Regions from separate parts of the Sus scrofa genome. Here region 2 is linked to region 1. Evidence: chromatin contacts called from public HiChIP or PLAC-seq data. All regions are on one chromosome and are shown on one strand. The core of a region is the stretch at or near the end of the contact, and the rest is flanking DNA. Distances in the headings are between cores, read along the strand shown. Region 1 holds the start of H6PD (GDH/6PGL endoplasmic bifunctional protein). Region 2 holds the start of SPSB1 (SPRY domain-containing SOCS box protein 1).

Region 1 (4,889 bases), core at 623-3,122:
GTGAATGCACAGTGTGTCGAGGATTACAGAACATGGGAAGGGCTCTTGGCCAAGAGTCCTGGCATCCACCAGTCCCGTTTGGCTGGCCCGTGCCCTAGACCCTCCTCCCCACTGCCAGCTGTGGAGGCAGCTCGGCAGGTACCTGGTTCCTTAACTCTCCACCCGGGTCCCAGGCAGAGTGGCCAAACCCTTGCTGAGGCCCAGCAGTTCATGCAGGCCCCCAGATGGCCCCCGGCCTTCATGACAGCGAAGCCCAGCCCCCTTGGCTCCCCAGCCTTCCTGGAACCTTCTTGCTTAATATCCTGTGTGGTAATCATGCCTTTTGGCCCACTTAGTCCTGCCGGCCACTGCCAAGTTCCTTCTGTTAGCTCCTGACATCCCTACCTCTAATGGAATGTCCATGAAATGAAAAGCTGCTACAAGTTTTCTCTCTCTCATCAGAGTGCCCTCTCTTGGGTGGTCCAGCTCCCTTTGGCACAGGTGACCAGGCATGCCCCTGTCTCTGGGATGGGAGGAGGCGGAGTCTGAAGAAGGGACAGTGCTAAGATGCTCAGCAGCGGGGATGGGAGGGCCAACCTCTGTCTAGGAGGTGGTCCTGGGTAGTCTGGCCGGTCAGTGCAGCAGTGGCCCTGCCTTATTTATTATTATTATTAATATTATTTTGGTGATGCCTGTGGCATGCAGGGATCAAACCCGTGCCACAGCAGTGACAACACCAGATCCTTAACCTGCTAGGCCACCAGGGAACTCTGGCCCTGCCTTATTTAACCTGTGGTCACCCAGCTGCTGCTGAGAAGTGGGAAGGAGCGGCTGCCTCTCTGATGGCCAGGGCTCCAGGGAGTCACGGACAGCACTGCAGGGCTGGGAGAAAACAGTTGCAAAGGTGAGGTACAGCGTGATCATGGTGAGGACCAGGGGAGAGGACCAGCGTACCATCTCCCGAGGGCCAAGAGAGGCAGCTGACCCTGTCACCTCCTGTATAACCTCACCATCACACTACAGAGGCCTTATTCCCATCACCGTCTTGTGGATAAAGCCACAGAGGTGCCAGCTACCATTTCCTGAGCACTCATGGCTGGTTAGTGTCTTCAGGGTCACAGGAATGTAGGCAGAGATTTGAAGCTGTCTGGTGGAGACATGACCATAGACGGCTCTCCCGCGCCCAAATCACTACGTCTGGATATTGATAATAGGATGATGGAGTTCTCCATGCGGCTCAGTGGTAACCAACCCGACTGGTATCCATGAGGATGTGGGTTCCATCCCTGGCCTCGCTCAGTGGGTTAAGGATCCCGCTGTTGCCCTGAGCTCTGGTGTAGGTCGCTGATGCGGCTCGAATCTCGCCCTGCTGTGGCTGTGGGGGTAGGCCGGCAGATAGGCCGGAAACTGCAGCTCCGATTAGACCCCAGCCTGGGAACTTCCATGTACCAGGGGTGCGGCCCTAAAAAGCAAAAAAAAAAAAAAAAAAAAAAAATAGAGAGAGAGAAAAGAAAATAGGATGAACCAAGCCGCTCATTCTACAGATGGAGAAAAGCGAGGCCCAGGGAGGTCAGGCCCCAGGTCCCAGGTCCCACAGCTCGTGCCAGATACGGGAGGGAGCCAGTAACCAGACTCCACGAGACACCATTTCCCTCGGCCCTCTTGTGTCCCCGAAGGCAGCCTCTACCATGCGCAGCAGAAACCAGGGCCGGAAGGAGGGGCCCGCTCACTTCGCTCTTAAATCCAGAAGATCCACACGAACCAAGGAATCATTTGGGAGGTCTCCGCCCCTCCCTCCTCCGCGACCCAGAGCTAGGGGGTGTGGCCTCGCCGCGCCTCCGCCCCCGCGGCCCGCCCCGGCCCCGCCCACTGCGCGCACCCCTGGCCTGATTCCCCCTGTGCGCGCGCGCGCGTTCCAGGCCCGGGATCTCCCTGCGCGCGCACCAAGGCCGCTGCGATCTGAGACCCAGGCCCTGCGGGTCCGCCGCGCCCCCGGACAAGGAAGCGTCTCTGGCTGGGCGGGGAAGGGGCGCCCTCCCCGCTCGCCGCCCCCGGCCGCGCTGGCGAAACCTGAGCGCGCGTCAGGCGCGGAGCCGCGTGACGCGCACCTGTCCGGGCGGGCCCGGCGGGCGGAAGAGCATGCGCGGGTCCCTGGCCTGGCCTGAGCTCGGCCCGCAGCCCCGCGCCGCCCCTGACGTTTCCCGGAGAAGCAGGCGGCTCTGACGGCCGAGATGAAGTAAGCTGCCTCCCCCGCTTTCTCTCCCGCTCCTCCGGCCGCAAGGAGGTCTTTACAGCAGGCCCGGGAGGCTGGCCACGCGTGGCGGTGAAATCCTCGGGCATATGGTTGGGAAGAGTCACCCGAGCCACCACCCACCCGCCCGAATTCCCTTCCCCGCCTTCCTTCCGCAGAATAAATTCATTGTTCTCCTCCTCCTCCGCAGATCCCTTAGCGCGGTGGCGGCTCTATTGGGTGGCAGGTCTACAGGAGGCAGCCAGGCCCCATCAAGGCTGGTCCAGGGGCCCAGTGAGGTCCCTTTTCCTAGGCTTTCTGGAATTCGGTTCTGGTTTTTGGTTTTCCAGAAGTAAATCCTTCTGGGTCTCTGAAAATCGGCTCACCCAAAGCTTGAATGTTTAGCAGGAAGTGAGAACTTCTGGAAAAATCATAAGCCGAAATTCCTTGCCCACTCATCCCTGTGCCCCTCATCAAAGCCTGTGGCTCATGTTTGGCCTTTGGCCAACGAGGGAAACCTGGGTAGACCAGGAGTATTTTAAATCATGTTTTACATTTTTCTACGGTGGCGGATGGCTGATCGAATTTCTGAGCTCATGAAACTAATCTTTTGGCAAGTTTTAGGAGCACCTGAGACAAAAATGCTCCGTGTTTGGCATAAACAGAGCTCATTTTTAGGCAATATTTTGTGTAAATGTTTCTTTGAGGTACATAACTGCTCAGCAAATGGCCACTCCAGGCAGACATTCAAGTTGTTTGTCCAAAGACTATAATTCACTAAGTGACTTGTGTTGTCAGATGGTTTTAGGTTATTTCAAAGGGAAACAGTCATTTCCCATCCTGGTGCAGTGGAAACGAATCTGACTAGGAACGGTGAGGTTGTGGGTTTGATCCCTGGCCTCGCTCTGTAGGTTAAGGATCTGGTGTTGCTGTGAGCTGTGGAGTAGGTTGAGAATGCAGCTTGGATCCCGAGTTGCTGTGGCTGTGGCGTAGGCCGGCAGCTGTAGCTCTGATTGGATCCCTAGCCTGGGAACCTCCATATGCTGCAGGTGTGGCCCTAAAAAGCAAAAAATAAATAAATAAATAAATAAAAGGGAACCGGTCAACTCTGTGAGTACACAAAGGGAAATCAAGAGGTGCCTTTGGGCATCTGTGGCCCAGCCTCTTCTCACTTTATGGATGGAATACATAAATTTCACCATGGATTCTGCCAGGCCCTAAACCAGAAACAGAGCAGAAAGTCTGCTTTTGCTTTCTGTTGCCCAGAGTTGGGAGTCAAGTGGCTGTTTGTCTGGGAGACCTCTTACCACCATTGCCCTCCAAAGTATTTTCACAGCCACGATCTGGGTTTGTTTATCTGTTTGTTGGTTTGCTTTGTCAGACATTAAAATGAGATGGATTGAGTTTCCTGGTGGCTTAGCAGTGAAGGATTCAGCGCTGTCACGGCTGTGGCTCAGGTCCTATCCCTGGCCAGGGAATTTCTGTTGGCAAAGCCAAAAATAAAGAAATGAAATGAAATGAGGTGGGTGATGTGCATTTTACAGCTGGAGAAAAGGCCCTGAGTCGTTAAGGGCAAGCCTAGGGCTGCAAAGTGAGAGGTTTCATCTTTGGGGCATACTATAAACGTCTCATGGGTTGGGCTGGGGATTTTTTTTACCATCTCAGCATTATATCCCTTTGATTTTTTCCATCAGTATGACTGGAAGGTCAGGAAACTGTCAATGAAGTGTTCCTTGGCATTTGTTTTTTTTTTCTGTTGTGGGATGTTAATTGGCTTTGTAGCAGTTCCAAAAAGCTCGAGAGAAAAGTCACTTTCTTCTCGATGCTATTGGTTTAATAACGACAGAGGCTCCCATCTCTTGGGTGCTTCCTGAATGCCATGCACGGTGCCAAGGGCTTTATATGGATCATCTCACCGTGTGCTGCTTATCGCCTGTTTCCCACTCTGCGGGTGGGGCGGGGAGAGGTTAAATAATTTGTGGAGGCCACACCGCTCCTGAGTGGCTACGGATTTCAGGAACGAGTCCCTCCGCCTCCCAGCAGAGCCTTCCAGGTTTCAGTAAAGCACCTCTGGCTTAAACACAATGTCTTCCCCAGGTCAGAAGGCAGGCGCGTGCATCACCGTTCGAGGGGACTGGGAAGCCAGGCCATGCCCAGCGGATGGCGTCCAGGGCACCTTGACTTCAGGGGGCAGAGCTGCCTGCCAGCTGGCGGGACTGCTTCGACCCCTGTTGTCCCAGGTGCGGAGGGGAGCAGAATCCGGGTCCACACCAAAGCAGTGCTTTGAGTTTGCCATTTGGGGCTGTCCTCACACCGTTTACAGGGAGGCGGGAAGTAAGGGCTGTGCGCAGACCGCCTGTATTTACATCCTATCCCCTGTGAGCTGCGTGACCTTCAGTAAGTTATTTTCTCTCTCTGTATCTTAGTTTCCCCTCCACTCATTCGAAAAATGGGGCTATGCCAGGGCAAGAATGAGTGAGCGGCGTGCTGCCTTTGAAGCTCTCAGCCCAGTATTTGGCGTGTAGTTGATGACTCGCTAAATACCATGCACAGTATTTCTTATTCACAGTATGGTTTTAAGTCGTGAGCTGCTGCTCCCGTGGGCAGGGTCACAGGGCTTGACGTCACCAGTAGAGATGTATTCCTTTGTGCTGTCACTCACACGCTGGCCGCTCATGCA
Region 2 (5,169 bases), core at 1,013-3,512, 54 kb after region 1:
GTGTTAGCGCAAGATCCTGTGCCCCAGGCACACTGAGGCCAAAAGCAGCGAAATGTCAGAGTTTGAGGCAGAGAAAGGTTTGTTGCAGAGCCGTGAAAGGAGATAGGGACTCGTGCCCCAAACTCCCCAATTAACAAAACCGTAAAACATTTTGTGTGTGTGTGGCTTTTCTAGGGCCACACCTGCAGCATATGGAGGTTCCCTGGCTAGGGGTCTAATCAGAACTGTAGCCGCCAGCCTACGCCAGGCAGAAATGTCGTATCCGAGCTGTGTCTGCGACCTACACCAGAGCTCACAGCAACGCCGGATCCTTAACCCACTGTGTGAGGCCAGGGATTGAACCGGCCACCTCATGGTTCCTAGTCAGATTCGTTAACCACTGCGCCACGACGGGAACTCCCCGTAAAGCATTTTTAAAAGCCAAGAGAGGGAGGAGTTCCCATCGTGGCGCAGTGGTTAATGAATCCAACTAGAAACCTTGAGGTTTCGGGTTCGATCCCTGGCCTCGCTCAGTGGGTTAAGGAGCCGGCGTTGCCGTGAGCTGTGGTGTAGGCCGGTGGCTACAGCTCTGATTAGACCTCTATCCTGGGAACCTCCATGTGTGGCCCTAGAATAGACAAAACAAGGACAACCACAACAAAGCCAAGCCAGGGAGAGGCAGGTGGCAGGGGGTAAGTGATGGGCTCATGCAGGGACCTCTGATTGGCTGATGGTAAGGTAACAGGGCGGAGTCACAGAGAGGAATGTGATCAACCCTCAGGCTCCAGGAGGCTTGGGGACCTTTGTGCTCACAATCACCTCCTCCCTCTGCTGAGGGCGATTTTCACCTCTCAAGAACTCTGCATCAGATACTGTTATCTAGGTACTTCAGAGAGGAGCCAAAGCAGAGTCTCTGGGGGAAGGAGCTGTCCCAGGAAGGCCCGGCAGGGGCTCAGCAGCGGCCCCCCTGCCGGGCTGGGGTTCAATATCCTAGACAACTCAAACCGGGGGAGTTCACCTGAGTCCAGAACGCAGACCCATCTTGCCCGTGAGCCTCAGTAATTTTTAAATCCAAAACAAAAGTGATTTTCAGCCCAGTGAGGTAAGAAGACCAAAACAAACGTTGGGATTTCAGAGTCTAGCTGGGCTCCACGCTCTGCTACAGCGGGACCTTTGGCCAGTAACTGCTGCCTCACCTTTACAACTGCCCTTAGAGAGTGATGGTAAGGATGAAATAACTTCTCCACTAATGTTTTCATTTGTTTGTTTTTGTTTTTTGTCTTTTTATGGCCACCCATGCTGCCTATGGAAGTTCCCAGGTTAGGGATCAGATGGGAGCCGTAGACGCTGGCCTAAGCCACAGCCACAGCAATGCGGGATCTGAGCTGCACCCCCTACCTATGGCACAGCTTGCAGCACCGCTGGATCCTTAACCCAATGAGAGAGGCCAGGGATCGAACCTGCATCCTCATGGATGCTAGCTGGGTTCTTAACCTGCTGAACCACAGTGGGAACTCCCTCCAATAATGTTAATTCCCCATTCCCTGCAGTGGACAGGACACACAAGGGGTGGAAGAATGTAAAGAGGTTTTTATCTTTAAAACGTTTTTTCTTTAAAATCGTCCCAGTTCTAGGGTGCAAGTGACTGTTCTGTTGGGGGCGGGGGAGGAAAAGCCCTTTGATGAGCTAGAGCCACAGGACACTTATCTGGAGACGTCTTGGTGGAGGGGGGTGGGGGATGGATACCTTCCCCTTAATCGCTCATTCATTCATTCATTCTCTCATTCAACAAACATTCCTGGAGCAGACCGCCTCCAGCTTCGTGCCCAGAGCCGAGGACGAGCTGCGGGTGTAGAGGTGCCAGGATCCCAAGGGTCTGGGCGTCCCAAGCCCAGTGTCCCTGTGGGTACCAAGACGGAAATGCATGGTGGGGGCAGGGGGTGGCTCGGACAGGGCGGGGAGTCCTTGGATTCTCTGCCGGCCCACGAACTCCTCTCCTGTGTCCTAAAATTACGGAACTCCAAACTGCTGGGAATTTCAGATGAGGCAAGCAAGGCCTTGCTCCAGAGGTTACCGAAACAACCCCGACCCTCCCAAGAGAATTGAAAAATTATTATTAGTAAGCCCCCCGCCTCCACTCGGGGCGGCACGGCCGCGGCCCTCCTGGTGTTGCAACTCGGGCTCTTGCCCAGCGGGGGCTGCCCAGCGTTTCCCAAAGACGTCTGCGGAGGGACCACAGCTCCGGCGCTGCCTGGCGCGGCCGCTCAGCTTCGGCCCCGAGCGCGCGGATGGCCTGGGGGTAGGGAGGCTGCCCGGGCGGAGGAGGGGCGGGAGCGGGGGCGGTGGAGCCATCGCCGGGCACGTGACCCGCAGTCCGCCCGGCGCCCCGCTGCCGCCCCTGCCAAGCACAGAGCCCGGAGCTGCCGCTGGAGCCCGAGCAGGGGGCGGGGCGGCCCGGAGCAGGGGGCGGGGCGGGGGCGGGGCGGCCCCGCCCCGGCGCTTTTTTTTTTTTTTTTTCCACTTTAAAGGCTTCGGTTGCTTTTTCTTTTTTGCACAGAAGTCGCGCTCGGGCAGCCTGCGCGCGCTCGCAGCAGGAACCAGGTTCCAAGCGCTGGCGCCCGGGCCGCGGGAAGGAGGCGACTTCCCTCCCGGCGGCGGGAGCCTCCTCGGCCCCGGAGAGCTGGCGGCGGCGGCGGCCTCCTCGGAGCGGTAGGCAGGCCCGGGCACGGGGACTGGGTGGGTCGGGGTTCGGCCGAATGCGCGCGGGATCTGCAAGCGGACTTGGGGATCGAGCGGGCACTGGAGACAGGGTAGGGTCCCGGCTGGGGACCAGGTGGGGTGCGCGGGGAGCCCTTCTTTCGCCGTGGGTGCCGGGAGGGGGGTCGAGGCGCCGCCCAGCACCGCTCCCGCCGCTGCAGGCACGGACAGGTCGCACGGCCCCCAGTCCCACCTGCGGGGGCGAGACGGGGCGCGAGTCCCGGCGGCCCCGGCGACCGTCGCCCCCGGGGTTGAGTTTCGGAGGTTGCAGACTCAGAAAGGGGGCCCGGGACGCGCGGCGGCCCCCTCCGACCTCTGGGTGCGGGGACGCCCTGGGGCCTCCGGTCCCGCGACCATCCTTGCGGCCGAGGCGGGGGCGCCGACTGGCCCTTCCGCACGGGGGCAGCGCGACCCCGCGCCACGAAGTTACTTTCGTTTTTCCCGCCCGCCCGGACCCGGGTCTGCAGCGCGGCCCGAAGGGCCCCCTCGGGGCTCCCCAGCTCTGCCCGCGGCGCCTCCCCCGGGAAGCCCGCCGGGCAACACCCCGGGCGGCGCCGCCCTCCCCGCCGCCCCGGAGCCGCCGCGGCTTCTCCCGGCAACCCAGGGGGAGCCGAGTGCGCTGTCAGGAAATAAGATTAAAACAGAAAAAGCAGAGCAGCCTGGGTCTGTCGGCGGTAACTGTCCTGTTCAAGTTCAAGGCAAAAGCTCCTGGGAACGTTAAGGGTGGTCCGGGGGCCTTGGTCTGTAGGGAGAGACTGCAGTTGGTGTGGGTTGAGTGTGGGGTGTGCTGGTGCCTGTACGTGAGGGGGCTGTGTGTGTCTGCGAGTCCATCTCTGTGTGTGTGCGTGAATACGTGTGACAGTGTATGTGAATATGTCTGAGGGCTTCCGTGTGTCTGTGCAATTGTCTGTGTGTCTCTGAGTGCACGTGTGTGTCTTTGTGTGAGTTAGTGTGCATTTCTGAATGCATCTGTGTGTGAGTCTCCGTGAGAGGAGAGAGAGAGTGAGTGTGTGTGTGTGTGTGTGTGTGTACGGTCCATGGTAACCTGGCACGGGGGCCGCTGGCTCCTGAGATCTGCTTAACTTGGCTCCTGAGCTGCTTAACTGGACTTGCCTCCCTTGGTTCTGAAAAGAGGGCTGCGCTGGCCCCCGAGACAGGGGACCAGGGAAGCTCTGCTGGTACCAGCTGAGGAGGGCGCAGGCTCCTCCCTCCCTCTCTTTTTCTCTGAAAATGAACTGTTCGGTTTGGGGGTGAGTTGGCAGGGGCTGCTTCCTGAGTGAGTAATATTTAATTAAATGCTCCAGCCAGTAGCATCAGAAACTGGTCATGAGTTGAGTTTTAACAGGTGTTGCTGGTCAGAATGCCATCTCTGGTGACTAAAGCTTGGTGTCCTTGGAAGAATTCTCTCTCCCCCCCCCCCCCCGCCCCGTGGAACAGTTGCGGGGAGAGGCGGACCCCCTAACCCTGGTTTGGGAGTGAGGAGGGCAGGCAAGGAAGGGGGCGGGGCTGGCGGGGCTGCCCCTCCCTTCTCTGCTGCACCCCTTCCTGACACCTCCCCCCCCAAATGCTGTGGTGGAAAGTGCTAGATGAAGCGTTAGGGGCGGAGGCAGGCTTCTCCCTCACTGAGGAATCACAGAACCAGGGATGCCCTATCTTACTTACATGCAGGGTATCCATCTGGGCCAAGTTTTGCTTTCCCAGCAGAGGCCCAGAGAGCGTGGCGGGCTTACCCAGACTGTACAGCCAGGGGCTGTGGACCGTCTCCAGGGCCCTAGCTGTTGCCATTGGTTACTGTCGCCAGTGCTGAGGTCATGGGCCAGGCACTTCGCACCTCCCCAGCTGTATAGTGATGGGCTGGCTTAGATCATTTTAAACACTCTTCTAGTTCTCTGACGGCCTTGTCTTCTGCAGGAAGCACTTTACCCAGTAGATGGAGAGAGAGACAGAGACGTGGAGGTGGGGATTAGCCTCAGGCAGTAACTTTGCACCCTTCCTTTCCCCAGTCTGCCCCCCTCCCCCCCCCCCCCCCCCCCCCCGCAGCAGAGAAAATAAAAGCAGTGGCACGTTGACCACCGTGGCTCTGACCAGCAGGGCAGGCCTGGCTTCAGGGGACTGGGGGCTCTGGGGAGAGTCAGTGGGTTCTGGGGGTTCTAGGCCTCTTGAGGAGAAGTGGTCCTGCCTGGGGCCCCCGGTGATGTCACTTTGGAGCTGGGCAAGGCTCCACTCCTTGGGCTGCCCCAGCAAGGCTGAAATCATCCTGGAGCCGGCTCCCTGGGGCCGCCTGATAAAACTCGAACACCACGCCCCGCCCCATGGGAGGGGGGGAAACTGGCTTCCTATGGGGTGGGGTGGGCATCCAGCTGGTAGAGGCCAGTGCTGCCCACTGCTCGCTGAGGACCGTGGGCCCTGTGCTGCCCTGTGCTGTGCCTGGTC

Evidence for each region. HiChIP or PLAC-seq counts read pairs in DNA pulled down with a chosen protein or histone mark.
Region 2: an H3K27ac HiChIP or PLAC-seq map of alveolar macrophages shows a contact between it and region 1. The contact joins the promoter of SPSB1 here to the promoter of H6PD in region 1. A contact is called at or near these places in 1 of 47 Hi-C or Micro-C datasets (embryonic fibroblasts) and 1 of 2 datasets of contacts at active chromatin or transcription factors (alveolar macrophages).

Annotation. Positions count from the first base shown.
Region 1 is chr6:69,664,476-69,669,364 of Sscrofa11.1, forward strand. H6PD (GDH/6PGL endoplasmic bifunctional protein) reads left to right here and starts at 1,873. Exons shown (of 5, transcript XM_021095286.1): 1 at 1,873-2,215. The coding sequence starts at 2,211.
Region 2 is chr6:69,718,276-69,723,444 of Sscrofa11.1, forward strand. SPSB1 (SPRY domain-containing SOCS box protein 1) reads left to right here and starts at 2,263. Exons shown (of 5, transcript XR_002344884.1): 1 at 2,263-2,278; 2 at 2,537-2,688.